Linked DNA regions of Mus musculus: region 1 is linked to region 2. A link is a contact called in public Hi-C data. All regions are on one chromosome and are shown on one strand. The core of a region is the stretch at or near the end of the contact, and the rest is flanking DNA. Distances in the headings are between cores, read along the strand shown. Region 1 overlaps Fig4 (FIG4 phosphoinositide 5-phosphatase). Region 2 has its middle 42 kb from the start of Slc22a16.

Region 1 (6,589 bases), core at 3,493-5,992, 760 kb before region 2:
GGTTGGTGTATGGCACACCAAAGGCTCCAGTCTGAAGTTTGAGCTCCCTGGCAAATGTTCCTGCTCCCCAACCCCCAGCCCCCTCAGGCTGCCGTTTGCTGTGGACATTTGTTCTAGCCAGTGAGAGCAGGAGTTGCTCTAGGGGGTTTAGCAGCTGAAGTTATCCTGGGTGAATCTGCAGTATGCCTCTCTCTTATGGGTACTTAGTGGTCGATGTTCTGAGGTGAGTGCATTCCCACTAAAAGGACTTAGGGAGCCAGCCACCCTTTATCCCCAACCACATGGGCTTGAGTAAAATAAGAGCCACACCACAAGGAATGCCTCTTAACCTTTATTGCGTGACTGGGGAGCAAGAGAGGATCGTACAGTGTGGTATGTTTGGCTGAGGGACAGGAGCAGGGAACCGATGTCATTGTCCTGCAGAGAGAAGCATAGTTAAGAGTTTTGAGATGTGGTGGAGTGATGGAATTTCACACTCACTTCTGCAGGGAATGTGAAATGTGACACTCCCCATCAGTCAGGCTGGGTCCCGCCTGTCAGGGAGGCATGCTTGTGAGGCTTGCTTTCCCACTTCTGGGCTGCGTTAGCTCACCATTAGCTTGGCTTGATAAATGAGACACGGAACCGGCAGGCTTGCAACACTGTGAAAGTGCTGGAAACAACTTCCAGATGCCTTTAAAAACAGTATGTTTAATATGAAAGTTCAGCTGAAGGTGAACATTAGCTGAAGCTGCCGTACAACCTGAAGTCTCTTCCTTTTCAAGAAGGCTGATTTTTCTTCCCTCAGATGAAGAGTGAATGATTAATTAGCCTGTCAGTATAAAAGGAGAGAATGTTAGTAGATTCTGCGTTTCCTTTTAAACGGGTTGCCTATTGTATTCCTTTCCGGTTTCCTGCATAGATATTTTAGAAACACATTCATCTTTTTACCTCACCACCACTGTCAAAGTTACCAACACATTTTAAGTCTTCTTGAACAATGACAATTTTCAGAAGAGACTCAACTCACTTCAGTACAGCTAGTTTTTTTGTTTTTTGTTTTTTTTGTTTTTTGTTTTTTTTTTTTTTTCAGTATCTAAATGTCTGCCTCACCACTGTCCCTCAACAAGCTCTGTGTGCTGCAGAGAGCAGAGCTGGAGAGGTGGGCTGCCCAGGCCCCTTCCCCTAGCCGTGTGGATTTCATGGGCCTCATTCATAAGACACACATTCAGGTTTACATGTCTGGTGAGGGGAGATGGTGTGATCCAATTACTGTGCTTTTAAAAACAAGTTGTGTGTGTGTGTGTGTGTGTGTGTGTGTGTGTGAACACAGAGAGAGGCAGAAAGAGAGAGGTGCCGTGGAGGCCAGAAGAGGGTGTCAGATCCCCTGGAGCTAGACTTAGGTGGTTGAGCTGGGATTTGAACTCTAGAAGGGCAGCAAGTGCTGCTAACTGTTGAGCCGTCTGCGCAGCCCCAGTTGCTGCTCCTTTCACTCCGTGGTGCTTCTGGGCATCTTTTTTCCCTTCCACCACTGGGACTGTGGCCTGCCACTGCCAAAGCCTCTGCTAACACCTAGGATGATTTTTTCCTCCCTCCCAAGTCCTACTTGTTACAATGACTTTATAGGAAGTTTAGCCCCAGATTTTTCCTGGGTGTGTAAATCTCCTTCCAGCACATTTATGTTCTAGGTATTGCACAAATTTCATCTTGATGCATGGCTCGGATCTGCGCTGGCCATCCCCATTTCTGTGTACAGCTGCCACCTGGGTTCTTCCTCCAAGGACATGTTTCCTCTCCTTGTTAATGTCCCTGTTTTCCTGGATCACACAATTTCCTATTTTTTTTTAAATTTATATCTTTTTTTAAAAAAGATTTATTTTATTATTATATGTAAGTACACTGTAGCTGTCTTCAGACACACCAGAAGAGGGAGTCAGATCTTGTTACGGATGGTTGTGAGCCACCATGTGGTTGCTGGGATTTGAACTCTGGACCTTCTGAAGAGCAGTCCGGTGCTCTTACCCACTGAGCCATCTCACCAGCCCCTTAATTTATATCTTTAGTTTGGTGGAAAATTTCTAAAAATTAGAAAGCTTTTGTGTTTTTTTGCTTGCTTGTTTGTTTTTTGTTTGTTTCTTGTTTTTGGCCTATACATGGTCTAAAAATGTCTAGGTTCTTTCTTTGATTAATAGTGAAATGGAGGACCACCAGACTATGATCTTTTTTATTTTTAAGACTGTATGTATAGCTTTTATTGTCATGTTGAATTGCTTGAATTTTAGAAACATCTCGTAACTGAAAATATATTTTGCCCAGAAGTTCTGAAACTGGTCAGGTGGGCGTGGTTTTGCTTCCCAAGAATAATTCTCCATAGGTGTCAGTGAGCCATCTGCACTACTGTCTTTATACATGAGGTGTGCAGAGGTCCAGGCTCCTGGTGGCAGTGGCACCTCTTGCTGCTTTATCTGTATATCTGAATGTCCTCAGGGAATTGGCCCAGTACAGGTTCACAGTCAGTTTACTTAGAATTGATTGCAACGATGTAGCAATAAGCAATGGAGTCTGAATTACAAAACAGTGCACCCTGCTGCCACTCTCCAGTGCAACTGACAATTTAGTCCTGACTTATATACTGAAATGGATGCTGTCCTTTAATTGGATGGTGTTACCTACCTGTCTGTCATAACTCTGTGCTGCACCTGAGAATTTCTAATGTTACTTTGTTTCTATATTTCTATCATCTCTAAGAATTTCATAAGTTGTGTTTGATTGTATCCACACCCTTCCTCCCCCAGCTCTCCCCAGATCCACCCCTACTTCCATCTCCCTCCAACTTTGTTCCTCCTCTTTTAGATAATAACCTAGTGAGTCCAGTTTGTGCTGTCTGTATCCTCCTTGGGTGTGGAGACATCTACTGAAGTGTGGTTGGTTTGCCAGAGCTCATGCCCTTAAAAAACCGGACTCTTCTTTCCCCAGAAGCCATTGATTGTCCATAGCTTCTCAGTTAGGGGTGAGGGCTCATGGTCCCCCTCCCGGCCATACTCCGGTGCTGACTGGCTTGATCTTGTTTTGTATAGGCAGCCATAGCTGCTAGGTCTTGAGAACAGGAGTCCTATCATGTCCTGAAGACATTATTGCTCTGATGCTCCCTGCCTTCTAACTCTTTCTAGAATCTTTCTGCCCCTTCTTCCATCATGGTCCTTGAACTGTGTGTACCTGTTGCTACAGGTGTCCCAGTTGTAAGTTTCTTCATTAGCTAATGTCTACTGCAAAGTGAAACTTCTCTGGTGTGATTGAGAGCTAGCCTCATCTGTGTGAACAGAGCTAAGACTAAAGGACGGTTTGATACTGTGTCCGTTTATTATTAATTATTTATTAATTATTCTCCAGAAAAATAGTCGTAGGTCTACCGCTGGTGAGTGTGAGCTCTTCAACCGTGGGTTCTGGGCCAGATCTACAGCAATCGAGCCAGACAGCAGTGGGTTACCCCATTCTTGCCACTATTGCAGCCATGGCATATGGAGAGGGGTGGGAGGGTAGGGGTGAGCAGGAAGTGAGGAGAGGGATCAATAACTCTAAGGATGTTTGAAAAAGCTGTATAAAATCTATTTTATAAGATATGTATATGAAATATATATAGTTATATAGTTATATACGAATCAAGAATATAAATATATATGCATTTAATTGGAGTTATCTTATACAGTTATCTGTTCCTCTCAGAATCCCTAAGTTGCCAACTAAGCAGAGCGGCAGGTATTGGGTCCCCAGAGCTGTTGGTCAGAGCTGGCTGCAGACCCCTCAGTGCAGGATTTTTCCTTCTGTTCAGCAGAACTTGTTGGTTAGACCCTGTCGCTGAGGGAAGACAGCACACACATTGGTCACAGAACATAGAAAAAGTCAAGTTGGTTCTGAGCAGTAAGCTCTCCCCTGCTGGCTGGCTTTCATAGCAGTAGAAAGTACTGTGTAGGCTACTAGAGGTGTGGTGGGGTGGGGGTCACCATTGTCTAACCAGCTGTGAACCCCGTAAATGACAACAATAACTGGCAAGACAAGGTATGTCATCTTAGTCTTGGTTTTTAGTTTGAATCTTGCTTTTTTTTCTTCAGAAACATGTGCCGACTTTGTGTTTGTTTTTGTTTTTTTTTTGTTTGGTTTCTTTTTTTTTTGTGGAGGGATGAGAGTGATGTCTTCTTTTATTTTTATTTTATTTTTTTAAATTTTTTTGGTTTTTCGAGACAGGGTTTCTCTGTGTAGTCTTGGCTGGCTTCGAACTCAGAAATCCGTCTGCCGCTGCCTCCCAAGTGCTGGGATTAAAGGCGTGCGCCACCACTCCCGGTCGTTCTTTTATCTTCTAGTACTCTGGGGTCCATGGGACCCCAATCTGTTTCTGCTGGAGGCTCATTCATGTAAATCGTTTCTCTTCTTGGGTAAGCCTTTCCATTTGCAGTTATTCTTCTGCTTCCTCCCGTGGGGAGATCCGTCTTGAGTGGTGTTATCCAGTATGCCACAGTGTGAGTTTGCGTGGCCACAGAATTGCTGTATTCAACAAGAAGAACACGGGACTGAGTGGGAACAGCTCTTTCTGGAAAAATTACCTCTCTTTTTTAAATTAAAAAAATCAAATTAGTACTAGAGTGGATTTTGGCTAGCCATCAGAGGGCAGTGTAGACAGTGATTCTCACCGTCCCCACGCCGGTCAAAGCCTCAGAGCAGTCTCCACACGAGGGCGCTATTCTCCGCACAAATTCTTTTAAGGGACCATTTCTGAGGGCAGAGCCTGTGGATAGTCACATGACTTCCCGTCCCTGTTAGGGCCCACTCTCCCTGCTCTCCCTGTGAGAGCCTGCTGCCTGTGAGGGTCTTCTCTATGTAGGGCCTGCAGTGAGGGCCTGCTCTCCCTGTGAGGGTCTGCTATCTGCAAGGGAACACTCTGCTCAGTGTGTTAGGGGCTCTGTGAGCATCTTCTGGCTTCATCTTGTTTTTGCTATGAACATAACAATCCCTTTCGTGCCTTTTCTTGCTAGTCGCTCTCCTGGGCGTTCTTTATCATCATGACCTCAGTAAGGTGGCTCCCTTTCTGGTAACAAGAATAAATAGCTTGCAAACCATTCTTTCTAATTTATTTGGTTGGCTGTTTTATCAGATTGGTCACCCCCTCCTCTAGGCAGTGAGTTGGGGCTCGTGGCTGACATTCTGAGTTTCTTTCCCTCAGTTTCCCTCTCTGTCTGGCTGTTCCCCCAGTGCCTAGAGTCCTGTTACTGCATTCCCCAACTTTGTTTTCTAATTGTTATTAAAATCACTTTATTCCTACCTCCTTACTACTGACAGTGTCAAGGAAACCCTGCCTATTCTAGGATACCAGGGGCTAAGCACTTCAGCTAGTTATCTTCTAACTGGTATCAGCCAGCATATAGGTTTGTTTTTCATAACCTGTGGGTAGATCAGACCTTTATAAACAAAGTCATTGTTGCTTAGCAACAGGATACATTCTGAGAAATGTGTCGTTAGATGAGTTTCACTGCAAACATAATAAAAAAAAAACCACTTACCCAAACTAAGACATAGTTATGTTGCTATTAGACAATGCAATCTTATGTCCCCATGGAACATGAGGAACATCTTTAACAAGATGTTATTATTGCTGTATTATTATGTGACACATGTACACTTAGTAAAAGCTTCAGTGAGTTTTATTTATCCTACAGATTTAGATAGAAAACATTGTAACAGAATTCTGCATACTGTTATTTCTTAGAATTGTACTCATTCTTGAAGTCCAAATGCTAGACTCTTCCATCATTGTATACAGCTCCAGCTCCTTCTTCAGTCTCATCTGCTTTGGCTTCCAATGGCGGATGCTTTCCAGCTTGACCTTTGACATTGTCCAGCAGACAGCTGTATGTAGTGTTTAGTTGGTTTACATCTGCACATTGCGTAACCGGTGACATGGTAAAATGCTGGCTGACTATGGCAGTATCTTCTCACTTTTTTTAAATGGGTTATTTTATTTATTTACATTTCAAAAATATTACTTTTTAAAGGACATGTTTAAGCAAAATATCTTTACAGTATTTACTTTTGATAATGAGATTTTACTTATCTTCTTTAAAGTAATTTAAGAATAATTGAATTAAGGAGATAGCTTGGCAGAGTGTGTGCTTAGCATGTATGGGGCTCTTGGTCTGATTCTTAGCACTACCCAAAAATAAAGCAGTCCACTTAGTTTTGCTTATGAACTTTATGTTTAAAAAAAGGATTGTTGTGGGAAATATCAAAAAATGAAACTGTCATGTTGCTGTGTTTGTGCCGGCAACTCTCTGCCCTGGTGGCCTGGCCGGCAGTAGCCGGACGGTCTTTATCTCATGGAGACTCTGACTCAAAGCACCAAAATCTCTTTACCCAGCTTGCTGGGTTCCCACTGGTGGGTCCTTACCACACCAACCCCATGCTTCCAATCCCCCACGGCCTTTGTGGTACACATCAGGCAAACCCACGCTTTGCCGCCATACTTTTCTCTCTGGAACCCTGATGATCTGCTGTGTGAAAGAAAACACAACACAAATACAAACAACAGTAACTCACTCACTGGGCGCAACAACTAAAATCC
Region 2 (6,451 bases), core at 3,759-6,258:
ACCCCTAGCTTCCAAGCCTCGTGGTTGAATTCACTGTCTCCTGAGTGAGATACATTTCCACCCGGAGCTCCGCCATTAAACTACCTCGTGTATTTACATCAAGATGGTCTGTTTATTCGTGATTCTTGGGTGCACGCAGAATCGGGAATTGAGTGGGGGTTTCCCCACTAGGTTCTTTCAGCTACTGTGGCTGCTGGGTGTTAACTAGTCTTTAACAGAAAGTAGCATCTCTGTGGGGGAGGGAGGGGGCAAGGGCTGCTTATAATTAATGATTGCCAGTCTTGCTTTGTTTCCAGTGGGAGAACGAAATAATAAACTGCGTGAAAACTGTTTATTTTTTAGGTAGAAAAAATTGAATTGACCAAAAATACATTTTCTAAAAACCATTAAGGGCCTCGAAGAGACAGAAATGGATACTGTAATGACAGCAGCATTGGATAGTGGAGCTTTGGGGCATAACTGTGCCATGGGGAAGCAACAGCTCTTGAAAATTCAGGACTCCAAACAGAGCCATAGTGAGCTCACACACTTTAGAAATGGCTGTTTCACAATTCAGAAAGCCATAGCATTTTCTGAACAGGATCCCGTGGGGCTCACTCTTGGACTGCAGCCAGCTGTAGGACAGAGGGCGCAAGCACACGGTGTTTTAGTATGCCTTGTACAACTCTGGTTTACTTAGCACCTTGCATGGAACCTTTAAAGGTTCTCTTTAATGAGGAAAAGGAAGTCTTTAATGAGGAAAAGGACAGGGTGGTTTAAAAGGTTTATGAGAGCATTAATATATGGGAGGGATTTTCTTCTCAGTCATTTGAAAGTACCACCTCCTCCAGTCACTCCTGAGAATGAGAACTAGGTCTTGAGGCAGAATAGGGGAGGGGGAGGAATGCTGGTAGAGCCTCTCATCCAGGACCCCTCGTGCACATTAGGGACTAAGTCCACCCAGTCTTATAGCAGCTAGCTCTGCATCACTTCAGCAAAAAGGGGAGAACTCAAGGAAGAATGTGGGCATCTATTCCAGGTTGTAAAACAATGTCTTCCATCTGCCTACAACTTACTTCTTTAGTTTGAGTATTCTCCTCCCACCCCTCCCCCTCTCTCTCATTGATATTCTTGGGATAGACAGTGACACGTAGCTTCCTGGGTCATGGTTCATGAGGAGATGAGCTCACCTGTCCATCCAAAATCATGTCTCCCCTGCTGGCCTAGCGTGGCTCAGCTCTCAGTGTCCGTTAGTTAAATGAGTGGATCTCTCAGTAAAGTCTCGGAACCCAATCCATAGTTTACTGAAGCCGTGGCCCCACCTACTTTCAACTCTTTTAAAGAAAAGGGTATGTTGTTTTTTGTTTCATGTGTGTGTACCACCTGTACACAGGTGTCCACAGAAGCCAGAAGAGGGCTTTAGAGTCCCAAGAGCTGCAGTTATAAGCAGTTGTAAGCCACCAGACACGTTACAAAAAAAATAAAAGAAAGAAAGAAAAAGAAAAAGATGGGCCTGGAAGGATAGCTCACCAGTTAGGAGGTTCAGTTCCCACCACTCGTGTGGCTCACAACCCCTGTAATTCCAGTTTCAGGAATTCAATGCCTGCTTCTGCATTATGCCTGTGTACCACTTGTGTGCTTTGCCCAAAGAGGCCAGAAGAGGGCATCAGAAGCCCTGGGACTGGAGTTACAGTTAAAAGCCACCTTAAACGATTCTGGGAATTGGACTCAAATTCTCTTGAAGAGCAGCCTGCGCTATCTCTCCGCCCCACAATTTTTATTTAAAGGTTGTTTTTAACTTATGAATCGATGAGAGCCACAAAGTGGATGCTGGTAACAGAACTTGGGTTCCCAGGGAAGAGCAACGAGTTGTTGAGCATCTCTCCAGCCCCAAATTGTCCCAAATCTTGCTGATTAGTGTGTTCATTCCCCGTTTGTTTCAAATTTTCTTCTGTTACAAATGAAATGTTTAGACAGCTAAGAGTTCTACATCTTGATTCAAAGGAAGTCAGGAGAAGACTGGCAAAGTCCACCCCCACAGTGACACACTTCCTCCAACAAGGCCATACGTTTCCAACAAGGACTCATCTCCTAATAGTGTCGCTCCTTGTGGGTCAAGCATTCAAACACATGAGTTTGTGGGAGCCACACCTGTTCAAACCAGTGCGCACAGCAATAGAAACCTAAACTAAGATAGTGTTCCAGTGTACTCCAGCTTAGTTTTTGAGATGGGGCTCCTCACGAACCTGGTGGAGCTTAAACCATTTTGGCCAGAATAACTGGAAGACTGTGGGGCTGTGGGTGTGGGGGGAAGAGGGGAGTGGGAGAGAGCCCGTGTCCCATCAGAGTTCCGGTGCTCTGGGTGGGCAGATGAGGGAGGACTGCCGCACGCTTTCCACGCAGCCCTGGGTGAGTGTCTAGCTGTGTGAAGCCATGGACCCCAGCTCTGTGGGTGGTGGACAAGGGGCAGTCCTAGGCACCAGGTTCCCAGCTTCGGGTATCCCATACACCAATGGAAACCTCAGAAGAGCTGAGAACAGAATAAGGACCCCGGGACAGCCCTGAGCCCCAGGGCCGAAGTGAGCAGAGGGCAAGGGGAGAAGGCGCTTGATGGTTCCCACATGGGCTGGAGTGCAGGAAGACTGTCCAGCGGGAGTTTAGACATGGCTCATTAGGAGAAAGCCTATCCGATCGTTCAAGCACGGCAGGCCTTGATGAGCAGAGACAAGTCTATGGTTTTAGAGCTTTATTGTAGAAGGCAGGGGGAAGGAGAAAAGGTAGAAAGAGAGAGGCTGGCCATGGACACATGCGGGGGGGGGGGGTGGCGGGGGGGGGAGAGAAAGAGGGCTAGAGAAGAGAGTAAGAAAGGTGAAAGCTTAAAGAGAGCAAGGAGGGACCAAGCAGCCCCTCTTATAGTGGGCTGGGCTATCACTGTGTAACTGTGGGGAGGAGCATACCTGGCTATAGTCAGGTAACTGTTGGGGTGGAGTCTAGCCAGAATGCCAGAAGCTTGGGGCATTGTCTGTGTGATTGGTAGTCACAGAATTTTATGGAGTTGGAGGCTCTGTGGTTTCAGGCACCAAATTCTGGGAACATGGCTTGCTTTTCCATCCCTTGTAGAGTTTCCTACTGGGTTGCTGAAGCAAGCCCCATTCAACCAAAATAGACTGCCTATCACAGTCCCACAGCAGACAAGTCCACAGAATCCACCTGTCTCTGCCTCTGTCAATGCCAGGGGCTGCAGTTACAGACCCACATAGCTACACCCAGCTTTTACATGAGTAGTGGGCATTAGAACTCCTGTCCTTGTGCTTGAAGATCAAGTACCTTACCACCCCCTGCCCCAGCCCTTGAGCCCTACCCTTTTAATTATTGTTTTTATCAGCCATTTAAAAAATACATTACCAACTTAAAATTTTCCTATTGGGTCTGTGCTGCTGGCTGGTAAAACAGAACTGCATAAGAGCAGGGTGCATACGCATATACTGTAACTTTTATTTTAACAAAAAGTGTCCCAAACAGTTGTAAAATGATCCACACTATCACCTTTTTTCTTTACAGAAATACAAAATGTGGGAGACCTCGTTTTTTCTAGCCACTTTATTAACTCTGAAAGAATGTGCTGGTCGCCTGCTCACGTGTGCCTTCAGTCCTCTCTGCAAGGGCAACTGTGTGTCAGCAGCACTTCCTGTGTTCATAGCAACCTTCTGCACAAAGCTGCCCCAGGGCAATACCATGTCCGATGTCCCGCTTTTCTTCTGCAGCCTGGAAGCCCCCACCGGAAGTGGGTTCTGAACTCATAGAAACCACACCCACATACAGAAGGTACTCAGAAAATGTTGCTGAGGGGGCAGGGTCCTTGTCCCTCAACATTCCTCGATTTTCCCTGCCACTCAGGACAAGGCAGTCCTGTGTCCTGCGACTGCACTGCAGATAGACTTCTGTAGCCTTCAGAAGAATCTAGAACTCAGCTGTCCTGGGAAGAAGATGGTAGCAATATTTGTACTCGCTGTACTAGCAGTGTTGTGGACTACCTTCCCCGGCATCACTTTCTAAAGAGTAACTGGAAAGTCTACCTGAAATTACCTGAAGTTGTAACATTCAGACTGAAGTGTGCAGCCAAACCTTACATTTTTTTTAGAGAGACCAGAACTCCCTGGGAAGACCATGGCACACTTACAGAGAGGCGCTGTTACCCACAAAGAATGATGGCTCACCTCTCACCTAGTCTAAACAGGATCTTCCTCTGACCTCTCAGAGTGTGGTGTGTGTCCCAGGAAATTGCCAGTCCTGGGGACAAGTGACTCAGGACTGAGGAAGCTAAAGGTGGGAAGTCACTGATGGCTTTCAGCTAGGGACCACAGGGCAAAAGAAAGCTGTGATAGATCTGCACCAAGAGTAGTCCGGAACTTTTGGGGGCCGGATTGGAGTGACTGGACAGGACTACATAGAGATTCACTGTTTCAAAAGAGAAGGAGGAAGAGGAGGAGGAAGAGAGAATCTTGCCTCCCATCCTCACATTGTCTGTAAAGATTAACTAGAAAGCAGCCAGTGACTTAAACACAAGAGTCAGATTTTATAAGTCTGTAACTTTTAAAAATGTATAATTATTGGTGTGTGTGACGGGAGGGTGTGTCAAAGGACAATTGGGCAGAATCCGTTCTCTCCTTGGGTCCTGGGGATGGAACTCAGGTCACCAGGGAAATCGCCTCTACTGAGCCATCTCAGCAGTCCCAAATCTAAAAAATTTAAAGATAACTGCTCTGCCTGTTAATTTCTGAGCGATAATGTTATAATCAGTGCCTTGTGCCTTGACACAGCCCACATTTATTATCTCCCGATTCCCATGGGCCAGGCTCCTCTGCTTGGAGTCTCAATGGCTGCCATCAAGCTCCTAGACATGTGATCTCTTGATGCCACAAAGCCAGATTCTCCAGCTAGATGGGCACAGTTTCTTATGTAACAGTCATGTAATCACCGGTGCAGCCATCCGCTGTACAGCATTCTGCCTAGCAGCAAGCCACAGATCTTGCCCACAGTCGAAGCCAAAAAGCAGTAATGTAACGATGAAGAGAAGCACAGTTACCCTGCCCTGTCTGTACATGGACCCCACGGTAGAATGAAAACCTACGGAGGAGGAAACCCTGCCTCTGACTGTATTTGGCTTCTTGTCACTTTTCCTGGAGTGGTGCTGCCTGGACCCTCCCATTTACCCTGTATCCTGTATTACAAACAACCTGGAGGCAGACCAAAGTGCTTACGAGAATACAAAGAACTTGAGGGTCTGTGAAGGCCCTGGAAACAGATTCCCAGGGATCTCTAAGGAGAGCAGATAGGAGGCTTTTCTGAATGGGGAAGATGGATACAGGATCACGCAGACCATCTGTTTGCATAAAATCTTTTCTCTGTGGATGTTCCTTGGGCTCCCTGTCTGCTCCATTCTTTCCTGTGCATGGCTTTAGTTCCTCTCTTGCCCTGGCTTCTGACAGAAGGGGGAAGGAGCACACTATGGGTCAGCAGCAGCATCTCGCACACAGTTAGTTCCTGAAGTTGGGTGTAGCCGGGTTGTGCAACGGGAAATCCACAGCCTGATGGGCCTGGGAGATCCCAGCTCTCAGATCCCAGCTCTCACTTGCTGGTTAGGTGAACAGCAGCTAAGATGAAATACTTCCTACTCCCTCTCTCGTACATAACCTCAGGGCTCAGAGATAATTAAATCAGATAAAGTGAGGAAACGGCCAGGTTCACAAAATGATTAAAGATTGCTGTTATTTATAGATGATAGTAACTAGCAGTGCTGTGCTCTAAGTGGGTACGCTCAACATGAAACAGAAACGAGGAGGTCCCTGTGACAGCTATTTATTTGCATATATCGAAACACCAGGATTCTTGCTGACTGTCATAAGGATGGCTACAGCCAGGCATACATACTCTGACAATGGGCTCTTTACAGATCACCTGCAGGATGTCTCTCTGTTTGTTTGTTTTTGTTTTTCAAGACAGGGTTTCTCTGTGTAGCTCTGACTATCCTGGAATTCTCTCTGTAGACCAGACTGGCCTTGAACTCAGAAATGCTCCTGCCTCTGCCTCCCAAGTGCTGGGATTAAAGGCATGTGCCACCACTATTTTTATTATTATCATCATCGTCGTCGTCGTCATTATTAATTTTCATATACGAACAAGATAAATCTTGAGATACTTTAAGACTTTCCTTCCTATTCTGTCGAGAGTGTGGCTGCTTCACACAGGGGTGAAAATACACTAAATAAGATTTCTGTGTCTGATTATTATTAAATTAAAACGCACCAGTGTCCTCTGCGTGTAGTAACACTTTCTTCCACAAGGGGGCAGAATAAGGCTGCATATAATGTTCTTCTTAAAAGGGAAGAAGTTTGTATTACATCTTAAGAGACACTGTATTCCAGTCATTGTTTAAACTTAATTTTTTTATTTCCTACATACATGAATTAAT

What was found. Hi-C and Micro-C count contacts between places; a contact is called where the count stands out from the background.
Region 1: a Hi-C map of the N1E-115 cell line shows a contact between it and region 2, with 6 times the contacts expected there. The contact joins two enhancer-like sites. A contact is called at or near these places in 8 of 484 Hi-C or Micro-C datasets (CD4 T cells, the N1E-115 cell line, adipose-derived mesenchymal stem cells and 4 more) and 1 of 115 datasets of contacts at active chromatin or transcription factors (astrocytes).

The regions. Positions count from the first base shown.
Region 1 is chr10:41,287,119-41,293,707 of GRCm38.p6, reverse strand. All of the region lies in intron 1 of Fig4 (FIG4 phosphoinositide 5-phosphatase), which reads left to right. Among named protein-coding and RNA genes, the nearest start is that of Fig4, 13 kb to the left of the region's middle. Within about 2 kb of position 4,742, at least 76 of the 459 cell types and tissues checked have an H3K27ac peak or open chromatin away from gene starts, as enhancers often do. A contact at or near this core is called in the N1E-115 cell line, where this site is marked.
Region 2 is chr10:40,525,023-40,531,473 of GRCm38.p6, reverse strand. No RefSeq gene overlaps it. Among named protein-coding and RNA genes, the nearest start is that of Slc22a16, 42 kb to the left of the region's middle. Within about 2 kb of position 5,008, at least 136 of the 459 cell types and tissues checked have an H3K27ac peak or open chromatin away from gene starts, as enhancers often do. A contact at or near this core is called in the N1E-115 cell line, where this site is marked.